Regions from separate parts of the Sus scrofa genome. Here region 2 is linked to region 1. Evidence: chromatin contacts called from public HiChIP or PLAC-seq data. All regions are on one chromosome and are shown on one strand. Each heading gives the region's core, a stretch centred on a gene start, on an enhancer-like site or on the middle of the called end of the contact. The rest is flanking DNA. Distances are from core to core; before and after follow the strand shown. Region 1 overlaps BLNK (B-cell linker protein). Region 2 overlaps DNTT (DNA nucleotidylexotransferase).

The links. HiChIP or PLAC-seq counts read pairs in DNA pulled down with a chosen protein or histone mark.
Region 2: a contact with region 1 is called in an H3K27ac HiChIP or PLAC-seq map of alveolar macrophages. The contact joins two enhancer-like sites. A contact is called at or near these places in 10 of 47 Hi-C or Micro-C datasets (embryonic fibroblasts, fetal skeletal muscle, mesenchymal stem cells and 4 more) and 2 of 2 datasets of contacts at active chromatin or transcription factors (alveolar macrophages and skeletal muscle).

Annotation. Positions count from the first base shown.
Region 1 is chr14:107,668,864-107,676,005 of Sscrofa11.1, forward strand. BLNK (B-cell linker protein) reads right to left here. Exons shown (of 17, transcript XM_001928233.5): 4 at 4,991-5,031. Among named protein-coding and RNA genes, the nearest start is that of BLNK, 43 kb to the right of the region's middle. Within about 2 kb of position 3,763, at least 4 of the 83 cell types and tissues checked have an H3K27ac peak or open chromatin away from gene starts, as enhancers often do. A contact at or near this core is called in alveolar macrophages, where this site is marked.
Region 2 is chr14:107,758,405-107,765,546 of Sscrofa11.1, forward strand. DNTT (DNA nucleotidylexotransferase) reads left to right here. Exons shown (of 11, transcript XM_003133156.3): 2 at 6,103-6,277. Among named protein-coding and RNA genes, the nearest start is that of DNTT, 11 kb to the left of the region's middle. Within about 2 kb of position 4,522, at least 3 of the 83 cell types and tissues checked have an H3K27ac peak or open chromatin away from gene starts, as enhancers often do. A contact at or near this core is called in alveolar macrophages, where this site is marked.

The DNA.
Region 1 (7,142 bases), core at 2,513-5,012:
CACAACGATGCCAGATCCGAGCCCCATCTGTGACCTGTACCACAGCTCACAGCAATGCCATATCCTTAACCCACTGATCAAGGCCAGGGATTGAACCCACAACCTCATGGTTCCTAGTCAGATGTGTTTCTGCTGAGCCACAATGGAAACTCCTGAAGCAGGGCTTTTTAGCCTCTAAAATGGACTACTATCCTGGGGAACATGTGGACCATTTAACTTTGAGAGTGGCTGAACTCTGGGAGTTTCTGTCATGGCTCAGTGGTTAACGAACCCGACTAGTATCCATGAGGATGCGGGTTCAATCCCTGGCCTTGCTCAGTGGGTTAAGGATCCGGAATTGCCAAATCCCTGGCCTTGCTCAGTGGGTTAAGGATCCGGAATTGCTGTGAGCTGTGATGTCAATCACAGACGTGGCTCAGATCTGGTGTTACTGTGGCTGTGGTGTAGTCCGGCAGCTACAGCTCCGATTCAACCCCTAGCCTGGGAACCTCCATATGCCATGGGTGCAGCCCTAATAGAAAAAAAAAAAAAAAAAAAAAAGGTGGCTGAAATCTGTATGTCAGATAAAATATATCTTAAGAAGACAAAGGAAGGACCCAATAAAATAGAATAACCAAATAGGTTTTATTACTCATGAAGGGTGATAGTTGAGGAAAATGTAAGTTTAATAAGACGATCAGGGGATGCTCAGGAATAAGGACACCTTTGTAGAGATGTGGGTTTTTTTTGTTTGTTTTAAACAGAATGGGGAAGCTGCGAGGATTAAGACTTCAAACTGACTCAGAGTCCATTCTCTTTCTGTTTTTTTTTTAATAGGAATTTTAAGTCCATATTGAAAATAAGTTGACCTAAAGTTCAAACAGTTCACAAAGATGAATGTCTTCCCTGCTGCTCAGTTCCTCTCTCAGAGGTAGAGTTACTAGCTTCTTGTGCATTTTGTTCAGAAATAATCTATATGTGTAGCACACATACATATATTCATGTGGAGGAAATATTTAATTAGGACTTAAGGGGTCCTCTGACCTCTGTGCCCACTGCCCCCACACATTGCCTGACACGACGCCGGATCCATATATGATTTACCAATGAATCTATGAGGCACCTGCCTTTTGGCCTGTCTCCTTTCACTAGCAATTGATGCGAGGATAGTGTTTCCTTCATTGCTGCCTCCTCCAGGCCTGGGACAGGACCAGCACGTGATAGGAGCTCAGGATGTTTGGAGAATGAAGGAATCAATGAGTGAGCACTGTGCTTTGCTTGTCAGTCTGTAGGGAGATGGGGGAGAGGAGAAGAAAGGAAAAGGGTGAAGAGTGGGATAAGGAAAGAGAAAGGAGGCTGGAAGGAGAGCTTTTCCTGAGGGGGCTGGAGGGGCAGTGGGCGAGAGACCAAAAGGAGGAAGGAGCCCAAGGGAGGGTGCTTGTCCTTCTCCTAGAGTGGGGGAGGCAGGAAGGGACAGGGACAGGGGAGGTAAGAAAATTTCCCCAAACCCCTATGTCAGAAATAGAAGATGGGAGCTTAAAATCCTTCCTGAATATGAATATAAAATTAGCTGAATAAAATAATATTGTAGTAACAGCTGTTATTACAACTAATATTTCTATGCAAGGCATACCTCATTGACCCCTCACCACACTCATTTGAGATGGTTTTGGTTTTTTTTTTTTTTTCTTCTTAGGGCTGCACCCGAGACATGTGCAGGTTCCCAGCCTAGGGGTTGAATCGGACCTACAGCTGTCAGCCTACACCACAGCCACAGCAACGCAGGATCTGAGCTGCGTCTGCAGCCTACACCACAGCTCACAGCAGTGCTGGGTCATTAACCCACTGAGCAAGGCCAGGGATGGATCCCGCAACCTCATGGTTCCTAGTCAGATTTGTTTCCACTGCACCACATGGGATCTCTGAGGTGGGTTTTTTAAAATCCCATTTTACTGTTGAGGAAACCAAGCCATAGACAAGTTGACTAATTTGAGTTTGCGATTTGTGCTCTGGAGAAGCCAATTACGATTCCCAGGCAGGGGGTCTGGGAAGCGGAGTGTGAGTGAAAGGGTGGGCCAGGGAGAGGCCTCACAGGGCAAGAGCCTGGCTTCCCAAGCCAGATACCCTCCTCATCCAGGCCAAGGACCCTGTCACCGTTGTTGTGACATCTCAGGGAGACATCACTACGAGTGCTGAGAAGCAGTTGGTTTAATAGAAACTCCTGCAAGTGAAGGAATCAGCGGGCACCCAGACACATGTGCCTGACTGGGGGATGGTTGGGGCATCCCACTCTGTTTCAGTTCATGGAGCAGGGATGAGACTCCCTAGACTTTGCTACTGTAGGCTGGGGATCAGTGTGCATCCTGGAGAGGACTCTGGAGTCCTGGCAGCCCCTCAGGCACAGCAGCCTGACTAAGAGGATCAGGGTGGCAGAGTTGGCGGAGGTGGCAGAGAGGGTAAAGGATGAGAGACACTACATCTGCTGTTCCTGGAAGCTGTCCTCCAGCACTGGGTTGCCTACCAGGCTGTGTCCCCATGAGGACCGGACTGAAACTGTATATCCAGGACCCACCATGGGACCTGCTACAGGGCAGGTGCACACCCAACATCCATGGAGTGAATTCATGCACTGAGCTGCTGCCCCAGCCTCTGAAGGGACTGAGGAGGAGGGAATGGGTGCTCAGTAAGTGCCGATCTGGCCCTTCATTTGGAAAGTCTTTTCTGTAGGAGATATACTATAAGCCCCTCCTACTCCACGCACAATAAAATGTGTTGAATGCCTTTTCATCAAGAGAATTAAAAGGGAATCTTTCAAACTTTTGAGAATTTTAAAAAATCTTCCCCCCAAATTATTCTAAATGATGACAACAAAATGTTTTCATTCATTCATTCAGTACTTGAGCAAGTGCAATACAATACTTTGGACAATCTGATGGAAACTCTGAAGAAGGGAATATGTAACTAGACAAAAACCTCAAATTGTCTATCATTCGTTTAAGCAATTAAGTGCTTGACTCTCAGCACAGTCCTTGGCCTCGCAGAACTTATTATATTTTAACAGGACAGACCAACAACAAATAATGAATAATAAATAGTAAGTAGGTCATCAGACAGATAAAATAGGTATTCCTCTGATAGTTGCCCTGAAGGGAATGATTGGGGTCCTGAGAGAGCAATGGAAGAAGGGGTTCTGCCTGGGTGGGGGTTCCAGAAAGGCTTTCCTGATGAGAAGGGGACACTTAAGCCAAGTCTGAAGTACAAGAAGAGGCCGACCAAGTGAAAGAGGATAGGGGCACTCTTTGGCTTCTCTCTTCCCTTCTTCCATCACCTGCCCAAGGACCATGAGTCTAAAATCACTGAGCCAGGGACCTTGGTCTTTAATAGGAACTGAGGGCAGGCCTGTGAGCCTGGGCTGTGATGAGCAGAGCCCTGCTGAGGGGGTGTGGGGAAGGCCAGCAGGTCTGTAGGGGATGGATTTCATCAGACCTGGAGGCTTTAGCAACAAGCCTGATTTCATCCTATGTACAAAGAGAATTATGATTACCTAATTAGAATAAGGTAAATAATAAGATAAATGTTCATACAATCCTTATTGTAGCTGGTATCTTCACTTTGGTTGTTTGACTTTGGGACACAAGTCATTCTTCCCTATCCAGGATGATTTTGTGTTTTCTAAGTCCCAGCCATGTGCTTTTTTTATCCAGCCAGTAAGTTCAGTGTTTTTGGCTGCCTGCTTTGCTTTTTAAAGCTTTGCTTCATATGCAGCCCAGGGCATGCTGCCAGCAGGGGGCGCAGCTGCAGTGCTTCTGAGGGACCAGTGCTGTGAGGAACTCTAAGTGACCCACAGAGAGGCCACCTCATCCCTTCTTTTTAAAAATCCTTTCTCTAAAGTTGAAAAGGGAGGAACTCCCATTTCCTAATACTCTGAATAAACCCCAGGTGGTGCTCCAGGGCGCACTCTGAATAAAACTCCAGGTAGTGCACACAGTGTGGAGCCGGGCCCAGGCTCAATTCTGGGCACTGGACAGAGGTCCTGGGTTCTTATGCTACTGAGTAACTAGTGTTGGTCAGGAAGTCATTGTCATGGCCTTGGCCTCAGTTTCTTATGGGGTATGTGTTTGTGTGGAGGCCCCCTGGGATCCCTTCCAGATATAAAAAGCACAGATTGGAGCAGACTGACATTCTGTGTGAATTTAATACGTGAAGAATAATCATCGTGAAGAAAAATTCTTAGGGTGTCTTGGCCCTCTAAGTCCAGCCCAAAAGAGAAGTGGCTATTTGGTTGCAGAGCCACCTTGAAGAGATTTACAATTAATTCTGACATACCACTCCCGATGGCATCATGGTCAGGTCCCTCCCTCTCCATTTGTGGCCCCCAGAGTCTGTTCACAGGCTCTTGGTCACAGTAAGCACTTTGGGTTTTGAAAACCTGATTCTGAGATCTGAGAGCCTGGGTTTGAATTTTGGAACTGCACGTCACTTAAACTCTCCAGGCTGTGGTTTCTTCACCTGTAAAACGGGCAGGCCTGATGCTTAAATTGTGACAACTAATACCGACCATGACCTTCAAAAGTGGCCCAGAAACACCCCTGATGTGGGAGGCATTCGCTCTTTAGTTGTTGGTTTGTTTAGGCCTCCTAGCAGGGACCAAACAGTGATGGAGTATGGGGGAATTCAGGGCAGAGGCATTTGCCAACTGATTTGGAGGTATTTCAACATATTAACATCTGTTTTGGCTGTGCTGGGGAGTACTCTGAAGACCAGGGGAAAATGGGGTAAGACTGCCTACTTACAGGGCTGTGGTGAGGGTTATACGAGGTAATGAGTCTAAAGCCCTTAGCTTGGCACATAGAGGTGCTTGCCCAAGTCAGCCCTGGGACGTTATTGCTGCCTAGTCTACAGGTGGCCCTTCCAGACCAGCCATATCCCCTCTGTGATGTGCCCTTGACCACCAGCATGTCGAGGCCTTGGGAGAAATGGTACCCTCCTAGTCCCAGGAACAAGTACTTACAAAGTCATCTGACCACTGCTCCTCTTCGTCAGCTGGGCTCTCTGAAATGGCATGTGGGAAAGAGAATGCACAAGCTTAGAGCTCAGCTTTACTGCTCCACCCTGTCCACAAATACCCCACACCCCCCTTCCCTCCCCTTGGGCTTCCTGCTCCCATCTACTAGGCCTTGAACAGTTATTACAGTCATCTCGGGTTCACTTACTTTCAAATCCTTTTGTTAAAAAAAAAAAAAAGTCAGTTCTCAGTGTATTGAGAATTAAGTCCCACTGGGGCAGAGGAATAGTGCATCTGACCCTTATATGTCTTTGTCTAGGGACCCTTTGGCACCTTGGAGTAGCAATCCATACTGTGTTGCTTTCAAGGATTTCTTGGAATCAGCAGGTGGATGGTGTAGTAGGAAGAGCTGGACAGAGTCAGATAGACCTAAATTCTCATCTAGGCTCCATTCCCAACTAGTTGGAGCATAGGTAAGAACATCTAATATCTCTGGGCCTCAGTTTGCAGATCTATAAAATAAAATAAAATTCCAAATCTATAAAAGAGAATAACTTCTATGATTCTGTCTAGCTTTAACATTACCTTTTTTATTAAAAATTTATTTTATCTAGTGCTTTACTACATGCCAGGCAACATTACCAGAGCTTTGGATTCACATAGCTCTCTCAAAAACCTTATGAGGAAATTGGGGCATAAAGAATATAAAGCAGATAGTAAATGGTAAAGCCAGGAGTTGAGCCCTGCAGGTTGACTGATTTCCAAGAGCAAGCTCTGATCCACAGCACCACGCTGCTTTGCTGTCCTTGAGGTTCACGGTGCAGGCACTGTCCTAGGCTCCTCAGGGGGTATAAAAATGAATGTTACAGGTCTTAAAGTCACTTTTGATCTTGAAGAATAAAATAGCTCTAGATCATGACAGCCAAGAAGACCACTTGATCCTCTTTCTCCAAAACTCATTTAGAGTATGAGAAGCTTCACATCAATCCCATCACATAAACTGACCTTGGAGGCTAAATATAATTCTCTCCGTTCTGAGGGAGATCTACCAGACACAGGTTCAGATAGCAGAGTGGCTCTGATGACTGCGCCATAGAGGATCCCAGCTCCCTGCACTGAGCCGCCACTGCTAGAAGGCCTGGTGGATGTCCCCTGAATCCCCCAGAACTTCAATAGAACTTTAACTTGCCATTTCTATCTCCTGCCTGCCACAGCAGACCACTGACTCCAGCTCCAGGGGAGTGCCACAGAGGCACCAGGAAAAGAATTGTGGAGCTGAGGTGGGGATAGGAAAGAGGTCTTTGGATCAGAGTGGACATACTTTGGATCAGCAATGGCAGCAACAGTGCCCTCTTATGGGAAAAACATATAAACAGTAAGCACTAAGAAGGAGCTTCATTCTCCAAGTCAAGTCTCTGGACCCTCGTAGGTGCTGCTGGCACTGCGATGTCCCACGTACCTCATTCTACTCTGTGCTGTGACTAAGTCATCTGTGTCTCTCTGTATTGAAAAGCAAGACCTTTTTAATTTATCTTTGGACCTGGATGGCATTTGCATCTGTAATCCATGCACTAATAAAAGGATAAACCAATAAATGACTTGAATGAGTGAAATGAGGATAATAACATAGATTCCATTATTGAATACTTCCCATGTGCTGGATGCCAGGGGAAGTGTTATAAATATTTCTTCATTTATCCTCAAAACAGTACTATGTGGTAGGTGCCATTATTATCTCTATTATTCCTCTTACAGTTGAGGAAACTGGGCCTAAGAGAGGTTGTAACATCCGTCTGAGGCACACAGCTGGTGACCGTGAGGGCTGGATCACAGGCCAGGCTGTGTTGCCGCCTTCAACCAAAATCTCATGTGAACTGCCTGGCCCTGCACTGAGCATCAAATAAAACCAAGCATGGCCCAGTGCAGGCCCTGTGATACATGAAGGTAGAAAAGAGAGAAAAGCACCATGTGGTAAAGGTTATTGGATTAGCATCCTTCCCCAGCCCCTCAGCTCCATTCATCTTTGGCCCCACAGGCAGCTCACAGCATCACACTCAAAGAGTCACAACCTAACAAGCCATTGCCCAGACTGAAAAGCACAATGATCCGAAGTACTAGATCCAAGTAGTGGGTGGTTTTCCAGCATCTCAGAGAGCCT
Region 2 (7,142 bases), core at 3,272-5,771, 90 kb after region 1:
ATTCATTTCCACTGTGCCACAACGGGAACTCCCCCCTTCCCTTTTATTGACAGGGCTGGTAACTGCTTCAGCCAGGGACTGAGTATCCCTGGTAGATGCTAGACTTTTAGAAACATGCCTTTAGAGCTATGGATTAATCTGTTGGGTTTCTTCATTCTGCCGGGGTCTCCCTATTGACCATTACTGTGAATCTGGCTGTGAGTTGGGCACTGGGCATGACTATAATCATGCAGATCATGACGTTTGCCCCTTCCCTCAGGGACATCAAGGACCAAGTCAACTATGTTTCAGTTCAGCACTGATTGAAGAAGACCCTGCATGTTTTTCCCTGTAGGAAACTGAGGGACAAATCCTAGTTCAGAATCCCTATAATGGATTCACACCCTCCCAAACCTAGTCCAAGGCTTTTGTTTTGTTTTGTTTTTGTCTTTTTAGGGCCACACCCACAGCATACGGAGGTTCCCAGGCTAGGGGTCTAATCGGAGCTATAGCTGCCAGCCTATGCCACAGCCACAGCAATGACAGATCCAAGCTGAGTCTGCGACCTGCACCACAGCTCATGGCAACACCGGATCTTTACCCCACTGAGCAAGGCCAGGGATTGAACCCGAAACCTCATGGTTCCTAGTTGGATTTTTTCCGCTGAGCCACAACAGGAACTCTCAAGGCACTGTTAATTGATCTTGACTAAGAAACTGAGTGCACTTAAAGAACCGAATCCACCAATATTTCAGGAGCAGCCAGAGTGCCTTAGGGTCTTTAGAAGAGGTTAAGGGCAGCTGCCTGAGGCTTGCTGCCACCTTTTATCATAAGAAGAAAGTCCAGGGCAGGACAGAGACTACCTCAACCCCAGCCCCAGGTTTATTTTCCCTTGAAAATGACATCCGTGTGTATTTTTTCCCTGAAGTAAAAAAGTGATGATAGATGGTTCAAGACTGAAAGTGGGGAAATATAGAAAAATGCTTAAAACAAAACCTCATGCAGGGGTCTAACCACAGTCTAGTAGACGTTAAGAGATTGCTTGAGTCATGCACACCTGGGTTTGAATCTTGGCTTCATGTAACCTCTAAAGGCCTTGGCTTTCTCATCTGAAATTATACTAACTTTATTGCCCACCTCATAAGTCTCTTGCAGGAATTGAATAAGAATATACATGTGTGCATGTGCGCGTGTACACACACGCGTGTGGGCCCATGCATACACATAGTTATTCTTGCTAGTAGTCTGAAGTATTTCTTTTTCTTTTATATATACCAATATTTAATTGTTTCTTAATTGTTTTATGGCACCTCCCTAGGCATTCTGCTTTGTTGGTTTTGTTTTTGTTTTTTTTTTTTTTAGAGCTGAACCCATAGCATATGGAGGTTTCCAGGCTAGGGGTCGAATCAGAGCTACAGCTGCTTGCCTACACCACAACCATAGCAATGTTGGATCCGAGCCATGTCTGGAACCTATACCACAGCTCATGACAAGACTGGATCCTTCACCCACTGAGCTAAGCCAGGAATCAAACTTGCAACCGCATAGTTCCTAGTCAGATTTGTTTCCACTGCACCATAATGGGAACTCCTCCCCAGGCACTCTGGATGTCTCTGTCATACTCTAGGTGAAGAGATGGTGGTAGAGGAACAGGGACGATAACTGTGGATGGTGAGGGAGCTGAATTTGGAAGAGGAGCCCTGGGGCTCATCCTATATTCCTCTATACTTTAGGCAAAACACAGAACTTAGGGAGCCTGACAGCCTCCTGTGAACTCTCCATCTTGGTGTGTAGCTATGGCAACTCTTCTTTCAGACTTTCTGGGACAGTCCTTATGGTAGCCCATGTACATTGGACCTAAAACATCACAACGTGAATTCTACATGGCTCAGCAGGGAGAGTGTGTCTAATAGTGTTGTACAGGAAGTGTCATTCCATCTCTCTTTGTGCTCTTTGGAGAGAATCTTCAGGGTGATGGTAATGACAGCAGTCATACCCATTCAGATGTTATTCTTTCTGAGGAAAGGGACACTCTCGCCGCAGCCATGGGATAAGCCAACATCACAGAGGGGTTGGTCACTGGGGTCCAGCACACAGGTTTGGGGTTACAACAGACATCAGATTAAATCCCTGCTCCACTGATTAGTAGCTGGGTGATTTTTAATGTCTCTACCTAAGCTCTCTTACTTTTAAACGGGGATAATCATACCTGTCATTGTGTTACTGACACTTAAATGAGGTATTGTATGAAATGTGCCCACCGTGGTTCTGGCACATACTAATATTCTAATATTATCAGTGTTTATATTGGAGTATCAACAGGGCAGAGAGAACCGCTATACCAGCACACAGCTGCCATGACACAGCAATACAATATCGGCAGCAAAACAGGCTAGAGGTGGTGACCCTCCTTGGGGAATACTGTCTGCTAAGGGCTCAGAACTGAAGGCGAGCAAAGGCTTTATTGTGATTGGGAACCAAACCCACGGTATCTCCAAGATATGGTTGTACTGTGCTGATGCTGAAGTTTCTAATGCTGACTTTCAATCTCTTACCTTGTAAGTACACGTCATACTGAACTCTTAAGTAGCACCGGGTGAATGGCAGGAGAGGTTTTGTTTGATTTTTTTTTTCTTTTTGTATGGCTTTATTATCGTTGCTGTTGTTTTCTTTGGTTTGCCAGTTGCTTAATGAGCAGGGATTGGAAGTTTCAGTCAGGATTTTCCTTTCATAGGATGTATAGCCTATGTGCACGAACAGGCTTCTGTGACTTCTGTAAGAGATGCATGTGGTCCTCACCCAACAGGTGAGCTCAGACATCCCCACACTGTCCCAGGAAATCCCAAGTGAAGAGGTACTGGGGCGGGGGGATGCAGTGGGGCGCAAGAGTGGATGGCGAGGGGCTTTAATTTGGAAGCCGAGTCCCAGAGCTCCTGCTCAGCACACCCTCCTCCCTCTGAGGTTTAGACAAAACCCTGTTTATAATAATAATAACAATAAATGTTATATAACGATAGTAATATAGTAATAAAGTTTCCTTTCAAAGGGCAGAAATACAGAAGGGATAGTAATGACTATGTAACACTGCTAATTCTTTTGTTGTGTCTTCAACAAAGAAAACACAACAAGCTTCCAATAAGTTTACCATAAATAATCTTTGGAATTATGTGGGCATACAACAGGGAAGACCCAGCTAGCCGTCTCCTCTCAGCCCTTGCCAAAGGCTGTCTTACCCTGACTTACTTCTGCCTGGGCGTGCTGCCCATCCTGCCTTCCAGATGGTCTCAGCTCTGATCTCCAGCCCTCACCTCTCTCCCAGTGCCAGCCTCCGATCCCAACTATCAGCCAGATATTTTCATCTGGATCTCTAGCCATCCTTCCAATGCAGCATGCCTGAAATAAACTTCAATTCCTCCGCTCCCCACCCCCTTGCCCCAAAGAGTTGCACCTTCCTGCATCCCTATTTCTACCACAAATGATGACGCTTGACTGTGATAGATAGGCAGGAGTAATATTTGACTCTATTCTCCACTTCACCTGTTATAGGTGAGCTAATGCCAGCTGTCCATCATAAAGTCTCCTTTGCCTTCCTTTCTAGCACTGCAGGAACCAGGCTGAGGTTAAAAATCATCTTATATCTGGTTCAATGATTTATCCGCTAAAGGAGCTCCCAACCCTCCTCAACCCTCCTCATTCCATAACTCCCCTCTCCAAATCATTATATGTACCAGATTAGTCTCTTTAAATAACATATAGCAATGCCGGAGTTCCCGTCATGGCTCAGTGGTTAACGAATCCAATGAAGAACCATAAGGTTGCGGTTCGATCCCTGGCCTGGCTCAGTGGGTTAAGGATCCAGCATTGCCCTGAGCTGTGGTGTGGGTCGCAGACTCGGCTTGGATCCCGTGTTGCTGTGGCTCTTGATGTAGGCCAGTGGCTACAGCTCCGATAAGATCCCCTAGCCTGGGAACCTCCATATGCCACAGGAGCGGCCCAAGAAAATGGCAAAAAGACCAAAAAAAAAAAAATATATATATATATATGTATGTGTATATATATATATGTATGTGTATATATATGTGTGTGTGTGTGTGTGTGTGTGTGTGTGTGTATAGCAATGCCATCAATGTCCTGCTCGTAAAAGCTGCCAGTGGCTCCAAAACCCCAGATCCAACTTCCTCAACCAGGCTTCAAAGACTGTCTATAGTGCGGTTGCCCCCACTGACTCAGCTGCATCTACAACCACTTCCCAACATGAATTCTTCACTCCAGTTCAGGCCAACGTCCTTCCTTTCCTCTGTCCTCTGAAACTTTTCTTCCAGGAGGACCCAAAGTCCTGCCTTCCAGACACCTGTCTCTCCTTTCCATCAAGACTGGGGCCAGAGCCCGCTTTTCTACAAAGCCATCCACCTCTCGCAACCCACACCAAATTCTTTTCCTTCTTCATACTCTACTTGCAGATCTTGTCCCTGGCTCACGTCCTATCATAACAAAATGTTAGCTGTCTGTTTCACATATGATGCTGATGCCCAGAAACTTCCCTTTTCTTCTTTGGTAACTAACTGCTTCCCATCACCACCACAAGGAACCTAGGGCTGTGGATATAACAATGAGACAAAAAATAATCCAAGAGTCAATCAAGAAAAGGAGAAGAAGAAAAAAAGAAGTCAAGCACAAGAAGTGGGAAAGAGAAACTAATTCCATTTTTCTCTTAGATGCCTATATACACTATTTGCTGTTGCTATTTCCCAGATCCATAGACTATTTGAACTGAAGGAGCCTTAAAAATGACTGGTTCCAAAGATGACGCTGACTGTGAAACCTTGTTAAAAACCAGAAATAACATGCTTGACCCAGAAAAGACAATCAAAAGGATAAATATCATTTACCAGCTGTGTGACCTTCAGGATGTCTTAACCTCTCTGTTCTTCAATTTCCTCTTTTATTCTTTTTAGGGCCGCACTTGGGGCACATGCAAGTTCCCAGGCTAGGGCTTAAGTCGGAGCTGCAACTGCTGGCCTACACCACAGCCGCAGCAATGCCAGACCTGAGCTGCATCTGTGACCTATGCTGCAACTTGTGGCCGCACCAGATCCTTAACCCACTGAGCGAGGCCAAGGATGGAATCCACATCCTCATGGATACTCGTCGGCTTCTTAATCTGCTGAGCCACACAGGAACTCCCAGTTTCCTCATTTTTGAAGTGTGACTGGTATAACATTTACTTCGGAAGCTATGTATTACATGAGATGATGTATATAAGAGTGCTCAGATGATGCTCAAACAGGGTGAGTGCTCAGTACTCATTAGAGAAAAGATAACAGGATCTTCCATCACATGCTTTGATGTACACATAAAGCAGTATTTCTCCAAGGCTGGTCACTACCTATTAATGGGCTGTGAGGTTAATTTAGTGGGATGTTATAAGCATATCTGCATCTACATCTATCTCTATTTGGGGTCACGGTGAAACGTGTGTTTTTAACTCTGGGTCATAAGCAAGTTTGAAAGACACTGAGCTAAAGCCCTCTGCAAATAAAAATGAAGTGGCACCTCAAAGTCTCAGGCAGTGTGCAAGGTGCTAATTTAAGAATGATTTCATCTTCCCTCCTCTCTAGACCTTGGTTTTCCAGTGACACCACAACCTTCCGAGTGTTTTCTTGTATCTGATACATAACGTAGACTGCTGTTGCCACACTAATTGAAATAGAACCCCCTTGCGTGGAGTCCTAAGTTCTCTGTGCCTGTGGTCAGATCTACTGTGCATCTTTCTCCATTGGATGGAATGCTCTGAACTCCTCAGGGAAAGAGGAGAGCTTTCTTTTTTCTTTTTCTTTCTTTCTTTTTTAGGGCAGCACCCATGGCATATGGAAGTTCCCAGGCTAGAAGTCAAATCGGAGCTGTAGCTGCCAGCCACAGCAATGCCAGATCTGAGTTGCATCTGCAACCTACGCCACAGCTCACAGCAATGCCATATCCTTAACCCATTGAGCGAGTTTGGGGATGGAACCTGCATCCTCTTGGATACTCATCAGTTTCGTTTCCACGGAGCCACAGCAGGAACTCAAGATCTTCTCATTTTCAAAGTGCCTTCCCCTGGTAACTTTGTCTTGCATTCTGCAGTGATTCTGTCACCCACATTGTGGCAGAAAACAACTCTGGTTCAGAGGTTCTGGAGTGGCTTCAGGCACAGAAAATAAGAGCCAGCTCACAGCTAACACTCCTTGACGTCTCCTGGCTGATAGAAAGTATGGGAGCAGGAAAGCCCGTGGAGATGACAGGAAAACACCAGCTCGTTGTAAGTGTCATGGTTGTGATTTTCATTGCCCTTTGCTTGATGATTAAGAACATGGGCTGTAGAATCAACCATCCTGGGTTAAACCCCAGGTTCTCTACTTACTCCCTGTGTGACCTTGAGTAAGTCACTCAGCTTCTCTGAGCTTTGGTTTCTTCCTCTATACTATGAGAACAATAGCACCTGCCTATCTTGTAAGATGGTTATGAGGATTAGAAGCACATACACAGAAAGTGCTTAATTCAGAGCCTGATCTAAATATGTACTTCATAAATGGTAACTTTCTTTATGAATAAGTCTGTACACAAATATTTCAATATATTGAAGTCCTGATGTTCTATCAGCCAGAAAATAGGTGGTTCCTATTTTTTTCTTACTGTGATTGTTTATACAGAAAAAAAATAGGGATGGGAGAGAGAAATTAGGAGTTTGGGATTAACATATACACACTACTATATATAAAATGAATAATCAACAAGGACCTACTATATAGCACAGGGAACTCTATCAATATCTTGTAATGACCCATAATGGAAAAGAATCTGAAAACTAATACATATATAAATATGGGTGTGTATAATTGAATCGCTTTTCTGTACATTTGAAACTAACACCACATTGTCAATTAACTATACCTCAATTTAAAAGTACAGAGGAGTTCCCGTTGTGGCTCAGTGGTTAATGAATCCGACTAGGAACCATGAGGTTGTGGGTTCGATCCCTGGGCTTGCTCAGTGGGTTAAGGATCCGGCGTTGCCATGAGCTGTGGTGTAGGTCGCAGACGTGGCTTGGATCTCGGGTTGCTGCAGCTCTGGCGTAGGCTGGCAGCTACAGCTCCGATTAGACCCCTAGCCTGGGAATCTCCATA